Regions from separate parts of the Mus musculus genome. Here region 2 is linked to region 1. Evidence: chromatin contacts called from public HiChIP or PLAC-seq data. All regions are on one chromosome and are shown on one strand. Each heading gives the region's core, a stretch centred on a gene start, on an enhancer-like site or on the middle of the called end of the contact. The rest is flanking DNA. Distances are from core to core; before and after follow the strand shown. Region 1 overlaps Btd (biotinidase). Region 2 has its middle 11 kb from the start of Gm36164.

Region 1 (3,413 bases), core at 458-2,957:
GACCAGCTTGGCTGGGAGAATGACCACTATTTCTTGAGGAAGAGGGGACTGTCCTCCGGCCTGGTGACAGCAGCTCTCTATGGACGGTTGTATGAGAGGAAGTAGGAAAACTGTGGTCAGCGGGGTGGGCTCTGGGGGACGACCTGCCTTTCCAGGGCCACAGATCCCAAGTGCTGGGAAAGCCACCCTTGTGGCACTGGCTCCCACCCTGGGGAGCCGTAAGAAAATGGGAGGGGCAGTTCCTTCCTTTCTACATAATGACTGAGACATTTTCTGGTATTTTCTATTCACTTTAGTCTGTCAGGCCACACCCTCTTCCCACTACACAATTGGTTTTAAATTTGAAGCCAGAAAATAAACCTCAGTTGCTATTTTACAAATCCGCAGAATACTGGCTGGGTTTTTTTCTTTGTTTTGTATCTTTCACTGTTGATCTAGTGACACCGCAATGATATCCCCCAAGCCCGATCACTTTCTGTGCTAAGAAACACACTCTCCAAGCAATGCTGTACAAAAGGCTGCTCGGTGACTGTCCCTATTCTGGCCAACAGGAACTTCCAGATGAGGTGGCAATGCCCGAGCCACCAGCGGTGTCAGAAATGCAGTCCTAGGAACAGCTCTTCAAAATAGAAGAAAGGCCCGACTTGCATCTGCCTTGCTGTCAGTGGATGGGTGTGTGGGTGGGCCTCGGAATAACTGGGGAGCGCCGAGCTAGGGACGGAGGGAGGGGCTGGGAAGCATTGAGCAAGGCGAACCTAGGAAAACATGAGTAAAAGAATTATTCTGTCTGAGATGTCTCATCCAGGGATTCCAGAGACTTCCATACATCGGTTTAGCTTTGCTCAACTGTGTGGATACAGTGACGCTGGTTTACTTAAATTTGTGTTAAAGAGGTCTCCACTGTGTCGCCGGCACACACTTTTGCTTAGCCCAACAGCAGCAGATCTTTTCCAAGACCCCACGAAAGCGCAGGGCAAGGGCTGCCCACAGTACCAGTTCCAAACTAGAAACTGACAGACATGGTCAGGACAGTGAAGGCATTTATAGGCCACTGGTTTCTAATTTGCATCCAATGAAGGTGTTAGACCTGTGCAGAGTAATAGTTTCCATTATAATTTTTTTATAAAGTGCAGAATGGATAGTCTTCTGATATTTGCCTCTTAATGTTGCTGCTATTTAATGCCTTTTAAAATCTGTGTGTGTGTGCCATGGAGTGTATTTGTGAGAAGGAGGTAGAGGCAGGCAGATTTCTGTTCCAGCGCAGCCAGGGATACATAGTGAGTTCCGGTCCCAAAACAGCAACAACAAAATCACCAAACTGTATGAGAGGAAACTGACCTCGTCCCGTTCTCTGGCAGGAACGTCCCTATTCTGGTCCTTGGCAGGGCAACTGAGCATGTACCCTGGATTCCAAAGGACAGCTCTTACAAGCGTGGCCTCAACGGTGGGTTTAAACCTTCGGGTGGGGCAAGCACAGGCGTCATGCCAAAAGCAAAAGGCACTGGTGGCGCCAGCCCGGGTTGACTCATCGCTTGCAAAGGCTCGGGATGAGTCAAGTCTTGAGGAAATGAACAGCTCAATCCCTCAGGAAATTCTGGGATTCCTTCGCCCTGGGAATCCCCCCCCGGGATGGTGCAGGACCTCTCCCACCAGATGACAGTGCCTGCCTGCCCTCCCAGTGCAGACTTCTCCAGCAGGCGGGAGCTGGCAGGCTGGATGCAGCTCCAGATGTGGCTGTCCACAGTCCACACTGCTTCCCTGCCCCCAAACCTCGAGAGACAGACAGTCTTTTTAAAATGCATCTTGCTACTTCATCCCAAGACAACCCAAACCCACAGGAGAAGCAGGCACAGGAAGGCTTGTCCTGAGTGCAGAGCCGCTCCATCCAGGCCTCCCAGTATGTGACAGTACTGGGCACCTGTCAGATCTTCATTTGTCCCTGCTGACTAGCCCCAGACCACTAATGACAATTAAGAATGAATTGCTCCTGCAGACATAAGGGCAACAGCAAATAATGGGGGTCGGACAAAGGGACTCTTACAGTGAAAGGAAGTTGCCAGATGGCAGAACAAAGGATAGGAAAATGAACGAAACCAGCCATTGTAGGAGGAAATATGCCAATGACTAATGACTGCGCTATGCTTTCGTTAACTATGGCTCTCAAGTTCAGGAAGCAAAAGGCGTTCTGACCACAGCATGGAGGCAGGAAGCCAAGGGTATTTTTGGTGGAAACAGACTTGGGGGAAGTGGCTTAGTCTGTGTGGGCTCTTCTGTAGGCACAGTTGTGCCTGGCTGTGGTTTTTCTCACAAAGGAAGTTAGGGCATAATGAGATATATTCAGTGAGCTTAACATCTGTATGCCAAAGAAGGAAAAAAACCAAAAGCAAACAAACAAACAAAAGACCAACAACAGCCTTCTGGAAGACTGGCCCGGTTCCACAGGCGCAGACATGCCCGCTGCGATCACCGAAGAAGATCCACGTGGTGACCCCTTCATGGGTGAGACAGCGTGGACGGTGATGGTTAACTATGGATGTTGTAACAAGTCTCCAAGTCAATAATAGCTTTCAAATAAACGCCAAATGGATTTTAACTCAGCTGCCAGAGTATTAGTAAGGACCAGGACTTTGCTGGAGGCACCAGAGAGATACCCCTTAGCTGAAACCCACTGGCCAGGCAGGCACAAGACCTAAGACTAGTCAGCCAGAGGGCCGGCTGTCATGAGAGGTAACCTGGTGTAAAAATTCCATGTAGAGGGATGGCAGAGAGCCACCCCTCTAGTTCCTGCTGAGGGTTAGAACTGCCTAAATGACCTCAAGACAAACATGGATTTTCAACATCCAACATTCAGGGTCTATATATGACAAAATAAAGTCACAGCAGTTAAAAATGTACAAGATAGCTGGGTTTATACCATCCAGGCACACACCTGAGATCCCAGCCTTCAGGAGGCTGAGGCAGAAGACATTGAGAATCTGGCCTTCCTGGGTCAAGTGAGCTCTTGCCGCAAAAACATACACCATAAACATACACCAAAAACCATCAACCAATGAAAAGTGTTTTTAAACTCAGTGATAGGAGCACAGGGAAACATCCCAAGGATGCTGCTGGGCTGGAGGACAGGCTGTGCTCTGTCCCCAGTCTTCTCTTCAAGGTCAACATCTGCTGCCTAGTCGTGACAAACAGCCCAGGCAGGTCACAGGTCGTTAATTGTCACAAGGATGCCTACCTGTTGTCCTGGGTTCCCGATGTGTCACCTCAGTTTTCACTAAGCTACAAGCAAAACCACCGCTTTCCTCATATCTAAGACAGCATGAGTGCCCACACCTGACACTGCCTCTAAGGATCAGAATCTGCAGGGATGGCGAGAAGCCCAGGCTTTTAAAGTCTCCTGACTGGTCACTGAAAGATGA
Region 2 (3,413 bases), core at 514-3,013, 230 kb after region 1:
TCTCTCAAGAGATCTAACGTGGGGCTGGGGAACTGGCTTAGCTGGTAAAGTGTTTGCCACACAAGTATAGTTCAGATCACCCCTGTAAAAAGCCAGACACAAAGCCATGTGTGTGTAATACGAGCACTGGGGCGAAAGATAAAGAGGACACCTGGAGCTCACTGGCCAGCTACTTACCTGCAGGTCCCTGTACAATAGCCCGGCTCAAACAAAAAATGTTCTACTGACCTCTGACCTCCATATTCATGTACACACATACACACACACAGAATAAATGAATGAATGAATAAATAAACAAATAAACAAATGGAGCAAACAAAGTAACTACATTAGACAAGCAGACAGAGGACCTGTGCTGCTCCAGTGGATCTGTCACCCCACCTATTTCTTTCAAAAAGAATAATTAAATTAATTACTTCATTTTTAAAATTTATTTTTAGCTAGCTTACAAAATCACGTGCCTTTCATATGTATATATTATATACTTTGCTCACCTTCACCTGTTACCGTCTCTCTTTTCCCATTGGTCTCTTCTTTCCCCAAATAGCATCCTCCTATCTTCGCGTCATTTATAGATAAATTTACTCTCATTCTGCTTATGAGATCAAACCTATGATGTTTGCCTTTCCAGGCCTGGTTTATTTCTCTTTGCTGGTATGGCCATCTTCCCTGTTTCTTTAAGGTTGGGGAACCCTGAACCTGTACTTCATTTATAGGCACACATTTTACAGTGAGTTCAGTTGGGCCTCAGTTCCGACATAATGAGTGATTCTTCATACACCTAACCTTTTTTTCCTGGAACCCAGAGGAAGAAGATGCCCGGTGTGGGGCCGGGGGAGGAGTCACGGGTGCTGAGGTGGAATCCACTCTCATGACTGCCGTGCAGGCTAACTCTCTGCACACCATCCAGGCATGGGTGGGAAAGAAAGGGACACAGTTAATTCAGTAACACAGAAGAAGCTGCTGAGTCTGGAAGGATGGGGTGTGAGCTTTCTTTCCCAGTAAGAATGCAGCTACCTGGAGGATCGTGTGCAAAATATGTTGTAGCCAGTATCATGCTGCCAAATGTTTAATGGCAGGCTCTGGGGAGGGGGGACTCGATCTATGGAAGTTGCTCATTTGTAGAGTGTGAATCCTTTCCCATGGCTGGTTTCCCACTGTCAGTGGCATCACTTCCCTGAGAGTGGTTCTGGGAGTCACACACAGGTGTGCACCACTACACGGGTCCCCACCACCCGGATTTGGTATCTATGAAACAACATAAGACTGGTGATCATTGCTAACTGAAGTAAAATAATCGGGACGCAAAACATCTTGAATGCTTGCTAACTTTAACTTTTCTTTTCATTTTAATGGGTGGTGTGTGTCTCACATATTCCAGGCTGGCTTGAACTCACTTTGTAGCTAAGGGTGACCTTGGATTCCTGATCTCTGCCTTTATTTCCTCACTTCTAGGTTAACGGTGTATAATGCTATGCCTGGTTTATGCTGTATTGAAGACTGAACCCAGGGTTTTGTGCGAGCCAGACAAGCCATCTACCAACTGAGCTACATCCCTCGTGCCTTTACTTTAATTTTTAATACAATTTCTAGGTATAAGCTAAGATCATTTGGGTTTTAATTATGACTCCATTCAACAGCAAATTGGCAGGGCTCCTGGAATTTTAATTATCATGTAGTTCACTTGAGCCAAGACAAGTGGCTCCAGGTTGTCATTAGCACTCGTGGCACTTAAGACAAACAGCCCGTGTTTTCTCTGGCTGCAGGCACAAAGGACATTGAAACTTCTGTGTGACTCAGCCACACTCACTGAGTCATTCATCCTTATTCGTGCTTTTCTTTGTTTTGTTTTGTTTTGTTTTTTTAATCAAGAAGCCCTTAGGATCTGGAAATACTAAAATGAACAGGAGACCCTGGAGCTAGCCAAGGGAACTGAAGACTGCATAGGCCCTCTGTGTCATCCCAGTGTCTGGTGTCTGGCAAATGTTAACTATTATCAACACAATAAAAACAACACAATAGAATTAATATTACCTTCTTTATATGAGTGTGAAGGGCATGCAGGTGCCTTGGGGGCCATGTAGAGGCCAAACTGACTGGGCCTGAGTCTGTTCTCCTTTTCCAACATGTGGGGTCCTGAGTATCAAACTCAAGTCACAGCCTTGGCAGCAAGCACCTTTTCCCTCTGAGCCCACTTGCTAGCTTGCCACACTTAAGTTTTAACAGGTATTCTATTCTCCTGTGTGAGTTCTAATACTGAGGTTTGTTTGTTTGTGTTTTGTTTTGTTTTGTTTTTGCTCTCAAAGATGAGTACTTTGTGCCAAGAATGCAGAGCCCATAGCTGTGGCGGTCTCCAACTTTATCGATGCTGGGTTGAAATATCCGCAGAAGAGCTCTTATAACTGAGACTAATTTTGTTGTTTTATTTAGAATGCAAAGTTTGTGATTTATCGAAATGAAAAGAAACTCTCCTTGCCTTTTGTCCCCTCAGCAAACATTGCTTTAATACCCGTGTCCATCCTCTTGTTCATTCTCTAAAATAATGAGGTGTGGATTAGAGTTGGTGCGGTCCATCCGCCTTAGGATTCAGCTCTGGGAACCTTGATGGTTAGGTGCCCCCACTGCAAGTCAATGAGATTTACGTTGCTTTTAAGTGATATTGGGTTGCTAGGTCTGCTTGTATTATGGAAAAACCTACGTTCCGGGGTACTCACAGATAAATTCATGCAAAACACTCTTCCATGATGTGATAGTTAACTTTAGGTATCAGTTTGACTGGACTAAGGGAGGCACCGACTTTGGTAAAACTTTATATCTGAACCTGCCTGTGAAAGTGTTTACAGAAGAGATTAGCATCTAAATTGGTGAAATGCCTAAAGCAGATGGTCTTCCCCAGGCTGGGTAAGCATTTCTCCTTCCACTGAGGTCCCACGTACAGTAAAACCTGAATCGGGTGGGGCTTGCACTGCCTTTGTGAGCTGAACAGCATCTTGCCTGTGGATAGTGGTACCCTTGGGTATCCAGCTGTGGACAGCAGATAGCTCAGCCTCTGTAATTACAGGAGCTGCTTCCTATAATCTCCATTCACAACATACAGAGTACACGTGTATTTTCTGTTGGTTCTGCCTCTCTGATGAACCCAATGCATACAGCAAATATTGATGGCAAGAGCAACATCATCCGGTGTCTTAGTGTTTCAATCAATAGGAGGTACAATTTGTGGACTAGCAAAGTCAACATTTGTTCACAATGCCTTATTAAAAATTGTTACAAGAACTTAATTTGTTGACTTTCCTCCTTAAGACAGACAAACATTCCTCTGCATGCACACATACGGAGATGCCCAAAGTACATTTTCTCCACTGAATGTATGAAAGACTAGCTTGACTGGGCAGGGGGGGTTTCCGTGCAGT

What was found. HiChIP or PLAC-seq counts read pairs in DNA pulled down with a chosen protein or histone mark.
Region 2: a contact with region 1 is called in a FOXA1 HiChIP or PLAC-seq map of pancreatic cancer cells. The contact joins two enhancer-like sites. A contact is called at or near these places in 3 of 115 datasets of contacts at active chromatin or transcription factors (differentiating embryonic stem cells, embryonic stem cells and pancreatic cancer cells).

The regions. Positions count from the first base shown.
Region 1 is chr14:31,667,809-31,671,221 of GRCm38.p6, forward strand. Btd (biotinidase) reads left to right here. Exons shown (of 4, transcript NM_025295.4): 4 at 1-389. The coding sequence ends at 105. Among named protein-coding and RNA genes, the nearest start is that of Btd, 28 kb to the left of the region's middle. Within about 2 kb of position 1,708, at least 277 of the 459 cell types and tissues checked have an H3K27ac peak or open chromatin away from gene starts, as enhancers often do. A contact at or near this core is called in pancreatic cancer cells, where this site is marked.
Region 2 is chr14:31,900,353-31,903,765 of GRCm38.p6, forward strand. No RefSeq gene overlaps it. Among named protein-coding and RNA genes, the nearest start is that of Gm36164, 11 kb to the right of the region's middle. Within about 2 kb of position 1,764, at least 28 of the 459 cell types and tissues checked have an H3K27ac peak or open chromatin away from gene starts, as enhancers often do. A contact at or near this core is called in pancreatic cancer cells, where this site is marked.